Linked DNA regions of Mus musculus: regions 1 and 2 are each linked to region 3. Evidence: chromatin contacts called from public HiChIP or PLAC-seq and promoter capture Hi-C data. All regions are on one chromosome and are shown on one strand. The core of a region is the stretch at or near the end of the contact, and the rest is flanking DNA. Distances in the headings are between cores, read along the strand shown. Region 1 holds the start of Dram2 (DNA-damage regulated autophagy modulator 2). Region 2 holds the start of Gstm5 (glutathione S-transferase, mu 5). Region 3 holds the start of A630076J17Rik (RIKEN cDNA A630076J17 gene).

Region 1 (4,178 bases), core at 1,483-3,982, 680 kb before region 3:
AAAAAAATTGGCTGCCTGTGGAAATTCAGTTTACAATATTGACCGCTGTGGTAGCCTTTCCACTTGTACTCAGTAAACACCCTCCCTCCTGCTACAACCTGACCCTAGTGCTCTACTTTCCTGTAACGCTTATCTGACTTTGAAGGTTTTGTTTGTAGGGCTTTATTTTGTCTTTACCCTCAACAGTGCTCCTTAAGTTCCATGACCGTAGGCCCATTCCTGTCTTGTTAACATTCTTTTCCCCACAGTCTCATACCACCGTTGACATGAAAAAGAAAATCAGTATTTATTGAGTATGATTCTTCTAGTATTTAATGAGCACTTGGTTGTTCTAGACCTAGAAAGATATAGCAGTCTACGTTCTCAGGAAATGCAAAAGGGTGTGTGAGTGGGGGTGAATGAGTCTCGTCCTCAACCAAGTTATCGTATAAATAACTTTTTGGAGGCATAGAGGGGTCATTTTCTGACAAAAGCATTTTTCCATTAGGCATGGATATATGCTTGACAAAGAAACAATGGTTAATGAATAAATTTACTAAAATCCATCAATTTGTAAGTTTTCAAGTCTCCCATGAAAAACACAGGGTAACAGTGTCTGACCCACTTTAGTCCTGTCATGGACGGGGTGGGAGGGGGCATCTGATAAGTATCACATTTAAAACAAAAACAGAAACAGAAAACTCAACTGCTGAGCAGACCATAAAGTAAACTTACACAATATCCAACTTGTGTGAAATTCTAGAACTTCCCTTCTGCCCCACCCCCATGATCCCCACCCATGTACAAGGGTTCCAGGTTTTTATCAGCACTGATTCAACAGTATGTTTACAAGCATTTCAGTGGGATTCAGTGGTATACAGCTTTCTGACCTCTGCCATTACTTAAAGTAAAATACTAATGGCTGAGACTATTAGGGAAGGGACCATAGAAGAAAAGAGAAAGAAAAACAAGAGAAAGAAAAATAAATAAATTAATAGGATCATAGGAATAAGTTCAGCATTATTTAACAAATGATACATAAAACATGTTTGTCTGGGGGCAGGGGGGCTTTTCTGTACTCAGAAGCAGACAGTACTGCTTAGATCTGGTGTTTTGCTGAAGTGAAATTGTGTGTTCCTTAAAGGGGGAAATAACTTCAGAGGAGGAGGGACCAAAAGCCTAGAGCTGTATTCTTTTTTATATTCTCTTAAAAACAGCACTGCATGGCCCTCAAAATGAGCACCACCAGCATTTCTAGCCAGTTTAAAGAGCAAAATATAGCTGGGTGGTGGTGCACACCTGTGATTCCAGCACTAAGAAGGTAGAGAGAAGCAGGGGGATCCCTGAGTTGGTGCGGATCTGGTCTACACAGCAAGTACCAGAACAGCCAAGGATACATAGTGAAACTTTGTCTAGAAAAAAAACCCAACCAACCATAAAAAAAAGAAGAAAAGAAGAAAAGAAGAAGAAGAAGAAGAAGAAGAAGAAGAAGAAGAAGAAGAAGAAGAAGAAAGCAAAATGTAGTTTAGAAAAGAAAGTGCTATGCAATAAAATGTAATTGGTAATGTGAGAGTCAGATTTACCTACTTCGTTTCTTAAAAGGAAGGGTTGTGTCTTTATGACCAGCTGTACAGGGACTTCAGTTATTCTCAGCATAGGCTAAATATGTAGCAAAATGATTTTGAAGCTTCAAATCTCATCGAATGCCAATAGTTTTAAATTGGTAATGCTCCAAATGTCTTATACAGTTTCCTTGTGTTTGAGCCAGTCAATTCAACACACATTCTGAACACATTCCTGACAGTTGTAAAGTAGAAAGGAAATATTCTAACAACTTACAAAGTTCCTATACTCGTTGAAAACTGACTATGAATTTGCCTCCTGCTGCAATAGACGTTGCCTGGTGAGTTAGAGTTTTAGCAATGCCATATATTCAACAGCAATGATACAACATTGGTAAAAACTGGTATCAAAATGCCAAGCATCAAACTGGAAAACTCAAACTCGGTAAAATGTAAAGCTTGAGGTTCAGCCAAGCATTCCTGGGAACACAGGCAAAAACCCCAGCAATCTCCTTCTAAGAACGCGACTGAAATAAAACTCTAGCTGGCAATCTCTGAGCCTGTCAATATGGGTTGAAATTTCTAGAAAAGTTGCCCAACAAGAAGCGTGGCCCGAGCCAGGAAACATCACTAACCGCCTCCCAAAAGGACAGCAAAGACCGCACAGGATGCTGCACGGTTCTTGGACTTGGCAACACCGGGCCAGGAGGGTGTGGACCCGCCAGACAAGGTCGGTTCCGCGAAGCCAGCGCCCCAGCCCTCGGCTCACCGGGGGTTAGCCTGGGGTGCTCCCTCCCACGACCACGGCTCGCATACCGCGCAGGCGCCCCTCCACCTCCGACTCCGGAGCCTTCGGGACTGGCCGTCGCCCCTCGCCGTGCCCACAACCCCGCGCGCGAGGCCACCCAGCGCCAGCAAGGACGGCGTTCCCCTTCAGCTAGTCCGTCCGCAGCTACCCAGTTCTGTCTAGCCCAGAGCCTCCGGCCCTCGCTCCGCTCCTCCCGGGACAAAACCGCCCCGCCACGTCCGCAACATCCCCGCCCCTTCCCTAGGCCGGGCCCCCGCAGCCTTACCCCGAACCCAACAAGCACAAGCCTAGAAATAGCAACTCCGACTCCAGGCGACTGAGTGACTGATAGGCGGCAGCACGTTCACGACACTTTCACGATTGCCGTAAAGAGGGGGGACTCAGAAAAGGTTGAGGCGCGCCTCCGAGCTACTCGGGAGCGCGCCCCGGGGCTCCGCCCAGGCTCCTACAGTGGGCCTGTTCTGCACTTTGAGGCTGGAGCTGGCTGGTCGGGGACAGGAAAGAAGGTGAGTGGGAGGGGGAAAAGTGCCTGGCCTGGCGCTCGGCAGGTTTTCTACTTGGGTGCTGTGTCGAAGTGTGGTTCGCAAGCCAAGAGCGAGGGCACAACGCGAGCCCCCTTGGTCCCACGGGCGCGCGAGCCACGCGAACCTCGGTAGCTTCACCTGGTTCCGTGAACTTCGTGACACCCACGACTAGAGTCGCGAGCCAGCTCCGGGAACCCACGAATCACGGGAGATGACAACTAGGCTGAGGTCTCCGCGTCCTACTTTTTCTCTTCTTTAGTACCTCTACCACCACTTCATCCCAAGCGATGCGTCGTGCCAAGCATGGTGTCCCTTATATTTTTCTGGTGCCAGGGACAGTGAAACTCTTGTACTACAAGACTTAGGAGTGTGTGTGCAAGGGGTTGCTTTTGTTGAATCAACTAAGGAAACCTTTGCCCTAATACCCTTTGTCATCCCTGTGCCCTTATTTCTACTTGGTTGGGGCTGAGGAAGTTCAAAACTGAGACCAGTGGTGACCTTGTGTTTACACAGAGCTCTGTCTCCACCCCATGATTGTGTTTCAAAGGGAGTGGTCCCTAGTTGAAAGGAAATCACAAGTCCTGGGAATCCTAACAGCTGCTTTCCTTTGTAAAGCACTGAGACAGGAATAAGTTTTCCAGCTTTCCCAATTTTAATTTACATACCGAATGCAACATTTTTTTAATCTATCGGGGCTGCGTTATCAAATTTTAATTTATTGGCAGTGAAACTAGATGCTTTGAGATTAGCCATTGGAAAATGTTACATTTGTCAAGAGGCCATATTAGAATTTAGGAAAATAGTCCTTGTTATGCTTTGTTTGTGGCCTGATATTTCTATTCGCCTCTGAAAAAAACCTGGGGCCACCTGTTCATTCACTTGGAACATCCAGAGTTTACACTTTTGTTATTCTTTAGTTATTACCACTTAGAAGAGACAACATTAAAAAGGTTCTTTTTATTACCAGTGGCTTTTAAATGCTTATGAAAATAAAAAATGTAACTGGATTTCTGACTCATGGAGCTTCAAAGTAAGCAGAGGAGATGGGTAAGAGATGCAAAAAAATTTGTTAAATATCCTTACTGTTGTGTGAAGTTTTCTTATATATTTTTAAGTCATCTTAAAGCTTTCTTTTTTGGTTCTGGAAATTGAACTTAAGGCCTCTTGTTTGCTATGCAAACACTCTTTAAAAGGGTTCTTGAATGCTTTGACCCATAAAATAGTTAAACATTACACTCGTAATCCTGTTGGTCTGAGACTGCTCTCACGTTTCCTTTTTGGAGGGGAAGGCACTGGACAGTTGTT
Region 2 (4,245 bases), core at 1,525-4,024, 670 kb after region 3:
TGAACTAAAGAGAATTCACTGTAACCTAGAGCCTTTGGGGACTATGGTACATTCTTTCTCCTCTCTAAATAAACTCCAAAATGAGGCTACATGCACCACCTCTGTCCTATGGGGCACGACTCACACCCTAATCCAAAGTTTCTAGTCCAACTGTAGGCACAGCGTGTCACCGAGACAAAGAATACTCTGCTGACAGCTGCAGGCTTTCTTCACACTGGTTGGTGATGCAGAGGAGTCTCGAGTGAGGTATTTTGTGCTCTCCTTGGGAGCTTTGTCTTTCAAGCAATGGTTGTTAGGCAAGTCAACCTTGAGCTCCCTCCCACCTGTCTCTTCAGTGGCAGTACACAGGAACATTGCACTGGGAGGTGACGGTCCTCAGGTCCACTGTGTAAACTCAGGCATGTTGGTCCACTCCTTGGCTCTCTGTCCTAGGGTTAAATGAAGAGTTAGGGCTGTCTATGGCTTGTACTCTCTATTGGTGTATATAGTTTACTTCCGGCTCAAAGCTCATGGAATGAATTCTTCTCCATGGAAGAGAAGCTATGCTTCAATTGAGATACCCTGTTGTTAAGGTTTGCTGTTCTCATGGATTCAAGAGCCCCTAACAGGTTCTTAAGATTGTCCAGGAAATCTCTTTTGGCTGAATTTATCCAAGACTGTAACATCATCCCGAGCTAAATACCTTATTTTCAGATGGACTCTATCATTCACTCTCAACTTCCTGGCCTCACAAAATCCTCAGTAACACTGAGTATGAAAGCAAAACTTTTACCTCAAAGGAAGGGGGTGGGGGGAGAGGGAGGGAAAGGCCTTCAGAGTTGTTAGGGGCAAGGTAGCCAATTCAGAAAAGTTAAGGTCTTCGAATGGAAGGAGCCACTATCCCATTGGCCTTGGCCCATCTTAAAGCTGAAAACCAGGGGAAATCTATAGGATTAGGAAAAAAAATGTGCTCTACCCCAGTGTTCACCTACCTTCATAGAAAAGACTGTGGCAAGGTAAGAGGCTCTAAAGTTAGCCAAGCACAGGGAGCCAGCAAAACTAATGTTTTAGGCCATCCTCAGTCTGCATCCTGGACCATCCAGGGAACTTGAGTGGTCCATCAATCTTCTCCAAGCTTCAATTCCTTGTTCTATAAACTGGGCAGAACACCTAATCACAAAGTTATTTAGCCTGAATTGGGATATATCATGAAACAAGTAGAATACTTAGACTACTCTAGAAGTTTTAGACTCGTGGCTCAAGTTAATTTGTTGCTGGCTTTTGTTTTCTTGGGAGGAATCAACCCAGGCATTATACAGTCACATGTCTCTGTACCATTTCTTCTTTATTTTAGAAAAATGTCCTTTTACAAAGTCTGAAGTTTGAGTCAGTTAAACTAACGGGGAGACATAATTTCCCACACCCAGACTTGGGGCTCCGGGAGGCCTGGTGTCTTAGTCAGGATTTCTATTCCTGCACAAACATCATGACCAAGAAGCAGTTGGGGAGGAAAGGGTTTATTCAGCTTACATTTCCACATTGCTGTTCATCACTGAAAGAAGTCAGGACTGGAACTCAAGCAGGTCAGGAAGCAGGAGCTGATGAAGAGGCCATGAAGGGCTGTTCCTTACTGGCTTGCTTCCCCTGGCTTGCTCAGCCTGCCCTCTTATAGAACCCAAGACACCCAGCCCAGGGATGGTCCCACCCGCAAGGGGCCTTTCCCCTTTTGTGCTGTTTTACTCCACAATATGCTTATCATTTTCCGACTAACTTGTGGATCCTGAGCATCAGAATGAGGTTACCTGGGGCTGGAGAGATGACTCAGCAGTTAAGAGCACCAACTGCTCTTCCAGAGGTCCTGAGTTCAATTCCCAGCAACCACAAGGTGGCTCACAACAGTCTATAGTGGGATCCAATGCCCTCTTCTGGTGTGACTGAAGAGAGAGAGCGACAGTATACTCACATATATAAAATGAATAAATAAATCTTTTTTAAAAGATGAGGTTACCCTTAGTGGAGTTGTGTTTTAAATGTAAGGTACTAAAACAAAAAAATAGAAGACATCTCAATAATTTTCATACTACATTCTGAAACAGTATATATTGGGCTACGTAAGTATACTATGGATTCATTGCCTCCTTAAAAAAAAAAAAACTAGAAGCAAACCATTTAAAAACAATCATATGTCTGTCTTGCATTATACTGCTAGTGAACATTATGATCTAGATCCTATACACTCCCCACAGAGCAGAGAGAAAACACTCACACCCTCTGTCTGTCTGGCTGTCCATACCCTTTGCAACCTGCCCCAAATGCTTAATGTTTTGACTCCTCCCATAAACCAGCCTAACTCGACAGCACCTGCTGTTTATCTTGCATAGCTATTTGTCACCTTTCGGTGTTTGCTCTACCCTCCTCTTTCCTGGAGTGTCCTTTGAGGCATTTCCAATGTGCATGACCTATCCTTTTTCACAGTGGACCTGTTTAGTGTCCCCAGCCTCCCTCAGTCTTCACAGAGCCATTTGTATCTTACATAGAAAATGTTTCTATCCCCAAAGTACCTTATACCTGAATCGTTTCCTACCTCGTAGTTTTATGTGCCAGCTCAACTGTGCAACATGACTCACGCTTCCCGGGTAACTAAGGTCCAGGCCCCCACTGCCAGAAGAGTAGATGAAGCATCAACAGCCCTGGGAGAAGTTCACACCGGAGGATTTCAGGAGCCGCAGCAGCTGCGCCTGCGCACCGCCCACTGACCACGCGGAGGGCGGGTGGAGCATAGAGCGAGAGAGGAGGAGACAGTTCGGTCGCGTCAGCCCGGCCCACAGCGTCCAGTATAAAGTTAGCCGCCCACAGTCCATCGCTGTATCCCCGAAGGGGCTAAGATCGCCCAAAATGTCATCCAAGTCTATGGTTCTGGGTTACTGGGATATCCGCGGGGTGAGTGGTCCCTCGCCAGCCCAGCCTCTGGGACAGAGAGGTGCAGGCGGCCGGGCGGGGGTCAGGGGCCGGTGGGCCGATCTCCAGCCTACCTATGGGGTCCCCAGGACTGTGGGTAGAGGAATAAGGTACTGGAAGTTCCCGGGCGTGAGCGAAGGGGCTGCCTAAGGACAATTTCCCTGGACAGGACGCAGGAGCTTGGCAGCGTTGGGTTGGGGACATTGACGGAGGGGGCCTGCGAGCAAGTGGGCACTGCGCAGGCGCGCTGACCGGGGTCTTTCTCCATCCCCTGCTTTTAGCTGGCTCATGCTATCCGCATGCTTCTGGAGTTTACTGATACCAGCTATGAGGAGAAACGGTACATCTGTGGGGAAGGTAATGAATGTCTGTGGGTGCGCTACAGTTGTTTTTTACCCAGAGGGTTGTACCACACCAAGATGGTGTGGGACCCCCTGCTCCTGTAAGCTGGGAACTTTGCCAAGAGAGGCCCATAGAGTTATCTCTTGCTGTTCAGGCCCATCTTTGCAGAAACTCAAGGGTTAGTTTTTGGGGATTGGGAACTTGAGATAACAGGTCTAAGTCTCAGCTAGGTCGGTAACGGGCTTGGGTCCCACTTCTCTCTTACAGCTCCTGACTATGATAGAAGCCAATGGCTGGACGTGAAATTCAAGCTAGATCTGGACTTTCCTAACGTAGGTGGTTTTGGAGGAGTGGGCAGAAGGGAAGGCCTTCAAGTGTATCTGTTTTCACTTCATCTCTGGCTTGGGAGCATCTAGATAGAGACTCTTCACGTTTATAGAATGGATAGAATTCAAGGGTCATTGAACAGAACTGAGAATAACATTTTATTTCCTACTAACGTCTGAGAAACACTAATATTCTCCTCTTAAAGGCAGGCTATAAGAGACATGAGTTGATAGCCAGGTCTGTGACTTTATCACTGATAGATTCCAGGTATTTTCATGGTATCCTAAATGTATCCTCATGTGTCCTGGTTGTTAAAACACCTATTTTTTTTTTAAATGTATCCATAATCACCCTACTTTTACATACTTTAAGGTATAAAATATTTACATTTTGCTTTTTAAACGTCTATATGCCACACATACATTCACAGTGACACACAGGATTAAGCACCCTTGTCTAGAGTCAGGTGAGGACCCAGTGCTACTTTCTATTTATTTAGTTATTTCTCCTGGCTTCTACTCTCACACACCTTGCAAGTCTTCTCTTTTCCAGAGGAGTGGCGGTCCTGGAGGACTAGGTTCACATTAACTTTCCCCTTCTAGCTGCCCTACCTCATGGACGGGAAGAACAAGATCACCC
Region 3 (4,090 bases), core at 17-2,516:
GCCTCTACTCATTGACCTGTCCCGCCAGGCCTCCGCTTTGTTTACAAAGCAGGATTTCTCACTCTTACCTGGAGCTTGCTGATTCAGCTTGGCTGACTGGCCAGCTAGCTAGCCCCAAGGGTCAGCCTGCCTCTGCATCCCCACCACTGAGGCCATAGGCATTCATCGTCACACCCAGCTGCTGTGGTTGTGTTTTGGGTTTTGTTTTTTTGTTTTTTTTTTTGGTTTTGTTTTTGTTTTTGTTTTTTAACATGGGAATCAAAATCTTGTCCCGCTTGCCCAGTCCAGGTAGACAAGACAAGCTAGGCTGGCAGCCATGATGATACTTGTTCAATATGAAGTCCACACTCTACATAGACTGGAGGGTTAGCTAATGGGAGCTACCTCTCTTTGCAAAGCAGTGTTAATTTTTCGTTATTTGTTGAATTAGTTTCCTCCAATGGTTGGGTTGACTGACAGGCTGAGGTGGGGCTTCTAAGAAGGTAAAAGGTACAGAAGTCTCATGTGGGAGTCATAGCTAGAGAGCTGGCGAGGGGCCAGAAAAATGCAAATGAATCCTGCTGGTAACCCCAGAATCCACCCTGTGCCCCTTGACATAGCTGGAAGCTGCCAGGGAGGCCTATGCCAGGGAATGTATGCTCCTGATACAGTTATTCTGCCCAGAGTCTGGGGAAAGCCAGGGCAGACCAGAGTCCACTGTGCAGACAGCTCTGTGCTAAGATCCCAGACAGAGCAAACACTGTACCTCACTCACGATCGATGCCTCTCAGTTTAACAGGGTCTCAGGGAGATACGGTTAGTGTGTTTTTCTTTCTAATCACAGCTGTTATCAGGCTCCGCCTCTAGGAACCTGTGTGTGAACTTGAACTTGGCAAGGAATGAACATTGACTGAACACACAGGGGTTTCTTGCTGTTAAGTTACTATTTGGGGCCTTTGAAAGGCATCCAGAAAGCTTTTCTTCCCAGATGTTTGGTTTTCCCAACTAAGGAGAGGCGTCCAAGCTCTGAAGTTTGGTAAGGGGTGTGGCACAAAAGCCCCCAGAGGCTGGGCCAAGGAGCTGAAAGCTGACTCTTTGTGATGCCTTCATAAGGATGAAAGATGAGTAGCTGACCACCCCCGTGACACTTCCACAGGGCAGATGATATCCTGAGCACTTCCCATTCGCTAACACTTAATCTTCACTGCCACCCCAAGAAGCAGATGATGATGATGGTGATGATGCTGGTGCCATTAATAAAGGGGGAACTTGAAACACAGAAAGTTCAGTAAACCGACCAAAGTCCCAAGCTAGGAAGCAGCTGGTGCTGGCTGTGATGCTAAGCTCTGGACAGCCTGCCCCTTGTCAGGAATCAGACATGCAGACTACAGCAGCTTGCACTGTGAGCAAAGGAAATGACAGCTGCAGGTATGTCTGTTTATTTAACCTTTGGACTTTGCTTTTGTGACAGAATTTCAGAGGCTCCTGAAGCATGCTCACAGCTCCTTATCCTTCAATGCATCTCCCTGCCTAGGCAGCCAGCTATAGTAGTCACACTTGTAATCCCAGCATTTGAGAGGCAGAGGCAGGAGGATTGCTGTAAGTTTGAGACCCATCTGGACTACATAATGAGTTCCAGGATGTCCAAGGGTACCTGATAAGATGAGATGAGAAAGAGAGAGTGGTGGGGGGGAAGGGAGGGTGACTGAGACACACAGAGAAAGCGAGGGGGGAGGGAGAGAGCGAGGACTTTAAGGGAAATGGATATTGAGTCTCATGCCCTGTGTGACATGGGCCACATGATCTTCCCAAGACCCAAGCGCTTTGCTATTCTCAGCTAGGCAGGAGAGCTAGGGGAGGTTGAAGCAGTGCTAGCCACATGGAGTGGGAACATATGGTGCTTTCTTTACAGATGTTGAAGGTAAAGTCATATGGGGGAGCTCATGCTTACCCATCTGAAATTCGTTGCCTCCGTGGTCTAGTGGCTGTGGGCTTCTGGAGCTAAACAGCCCCAGCTGGGGAGCAGACAGTGAGGGTGTGCTTCATATATCACAGCCTCGCTCCTGCCTAGTGCTCACCATGCATGACAAGATCCTAACAGGGGTACAACCAGCTCAGAGATACAGGCAGGACTAGGTGTCCATTAACTCTATATTAGATTCTCTGCTCCTGCCAAGGTGGGCAGGGCAGTGCCCTCCAGGGAAGGGAAAAACAATCCTCGAGTTCATTTAAAGACACCACAGTCACAACAGACTGGCACCCCATCCTGGCCACTTGGGTGCTACTAATCCCATGTATAATCAGAACTTCCATTCAAGGAGTTGTTGCCCGAGGTTGAAAATTGAATATCCCAAGTATGCAAGAGAAGAGACAACAACAACCCTGGAATTCACAGGACCCCTCAGTGGATAGCAAAATCTGAGGATGTTCAGGTCCCTTATAGAAAGCATCGTGGGATCACACGGACCTGTGCTCATCGTCTCACACGCTTTAACTCTTCCGAGGTTACTTATAAAACTGAACACAGTGCCGTGCCCCACGGCCATATGTGTGGTGTTCAGAGAATAATAAGAACAAGCTCAACGCATGTTCAATGCAGATGCACTTTTTAATATTTTGATCCACAGTTGGTGGAATTCCCATGAAGAGCCCCAGGGTCCGGAGGGCTGACTATATGCGGTTTGGGTCACGTGACGCTATATGTAGCTTTAGTTAATAAGGTATCCATTCTCCTCGCCCTCCTGTTTGAAGGGAAGTCAAGCCACTTCGCAGCACCCAGCGCACCCATTCCCCACAGGAGACTCTGAGGGTCTTCTTGCCGCACCGCACCCAGTCCTTCCTTCAGGATCCTGAAGTCGGGGGAGGGGGAAGACACTTTTGCTAACCTTCCTCTTTTCAACTTTGTGTATTTTAACACTTTCAAAATAGCTGCATTGTGGTGTAATCCATATAGCACACCATTTGCCCTCACAAACCATACACTTCAGCAATGTTGCCGATGCTGACAGATTGTACGGCCATCTCCACAATTTAATTTTAGAACGTTCTTGTCACCCTTAAAGAAGCCTGAGTCCCTTTACAGTGCCTCGCCATTTTTCTGCCTTCACTCCACCCCAATCCTAACCAACTATGACTTGCTTCCTGCCCCTGTGGGTTCGCCTGTTGTGGAGTTTTCACATAAGTGGAGTTGTACCAATGTAACCTTTTATGACTAGCTCCCACTGTCTAATGATTCAAGGGCCCCTCGTGCTATGAAGCATATCTGTGCCTTATGTCTTCTCAGCGCTGAGTGATACTCCGTGCTTGGACATCATATTGTCCTCATCTGGAATGGAAAGGAGCTTTTCGTACCAGGTCAGTTCTTTGCTTTCAGTGCCCAGCCCTGGTCAGGGAAAACATCCCAGAAGACACCATTAGTGTACCCTAGGCCAGCATGTGCTTCTCTCTACCTACATGGCTAGGTATGATTTTTTTTTTTTTTTTTTTGCTTTTTAATAAACTGCACACAAAGCCTCGATGTTGGCCCTTTGGCTGGTCTGAGCTGACCTTGGGTCAATGATTTGGGTCCACTCGGCAGGGTCAGCTCTGAGTCCGCGTCCAACCCTGCAGCCTTTCTTCCCTCTCTGGTCTTTCTCCTCAGCCTTAGGAGCCTCTTGCTCCTCCATGGTCCAGTCTCACCCCTGGACATGGACTTCAAGAAGCCCTTTCATCACCAGGTAACAACTGGATAGATAGTAGCTAACTCGAGTTTCCCTGGACCTTACTCAGAATGCTAAGAGCCACACTGAGGGGAGTTTGAAGATGAACGGCAGACAGAGGAGGCTCTGGCAGGAGATCTGGAAGCGTTGGTCCCCACACAGCCTCTGCTCTGGCCTCTGGCCTTCTGGGGTCCCCACACAGCCTCTGTTCTGGCCTCTGGCCTTCTGGGTCTGGCCCTTTTGTCCTGGGAGGATGGGGGTATCTCTAGGTCCTGGCTACCTAGAGAGTGATGAAAGCAAGTCACTCAAAATGAACCAGAGATGGGGAGGAGTCCGAGGGATTTAGCTTCAAAAGCGGCCCTGCAGAGCCTGCTACATCCTGGTGATTCACAGAGGGGGGTGGGGTGCAGAGG

Evidence for each region. Promoter capture Hi-C pulls out the DNA fragments that hold promoters and counts their contacts. HiChIP or PLAC-seq counts read pairs in DNA pulled down with a chosen protein or histone mark.
Region 1: a contact with region 3 is called in a promoter capture Hi-C map of erythroid cells, with 7 times the contacts expected there. The contact joins the promoter of Dram2 here to the promoter of A630076J17Rik in region 3. A contact is called at or near these places in 2 of 39 promoter capture datasets (erythroid cells and liver).
Region 2: a FOXA1 HiChIP or PLAC-seq map of pancreatic cancer cells shows a contact between it and region 3. The contact joins the promoter of Gstm5 here to the promoter of A630076J17Rik in region 3. A contact is called at or near these places in 2 of 39 promoter capture datasets (embryonic stem cells and hippocampal neurons), 1 of 115 datasets of contacts at active chromatin or transcription factors (pancreatic cancer cells) and 1 of 9 other capture datasets (embryonic stem cells).

What each region holds. Positions count from the first base shown.
Region 1 is chr3:106,545,066-106,549,243 of GRCm38.p6, forward strand. Dram2 (DNA-damage regulated autophagy modulator 2) reads left to right here and starts at 2,733. Exons shown (of 9, transcript NM_026013.3): 1 at 2,733-2,855. Cept1 (choline/ethanolaminephosphotransferase 1) reads right to left here and starts at 2,737. Exons shown (of 9, transcript NM_133869.4): 1 at 2,615-2,737.
Region 2 is chr3:107,893,080-107,897,324 of GRCm38.p6, forward strand. Gstm5 (glutathione S-transferase, mu 5) reads left to right here and starts at 2,775. Exons shown (of 8, transcript NM_010360.2): 1 at 2,775-2,919; 2 at 3,219-3,294; 3 at 3,547-3,611; 4 at 4,209-4,245. The coding sequence starts at 2,875. It overlaps 4933431E20Rik (RIKEN cDNA 4933431E20 gene), which reads right to left and starts at 3,134. Exons shown (of 3, transcript NR_015459.1): 1 at 2,564-3,134; 2 at 972-1,149; 3 at 1-428.
Region 3 is chr3:107,229,348-107,233,437 of GRCm38.p6, forward strand. A630076J17Rik (RIKEN cDNA A630076J17 gene) reads left to right here and starts at 1,267. Exons shown (of 3, transcript NM_001256174.1): 1 at 1,267-1,407; 2 at 3,263-3,333. The coding sequence starts at 1,395. It overlaps Prok1 (prokineticin 1), which reads right to left. Exons shown (of 3, transcript NM_001357885.1): 3 at 2,569-4,090.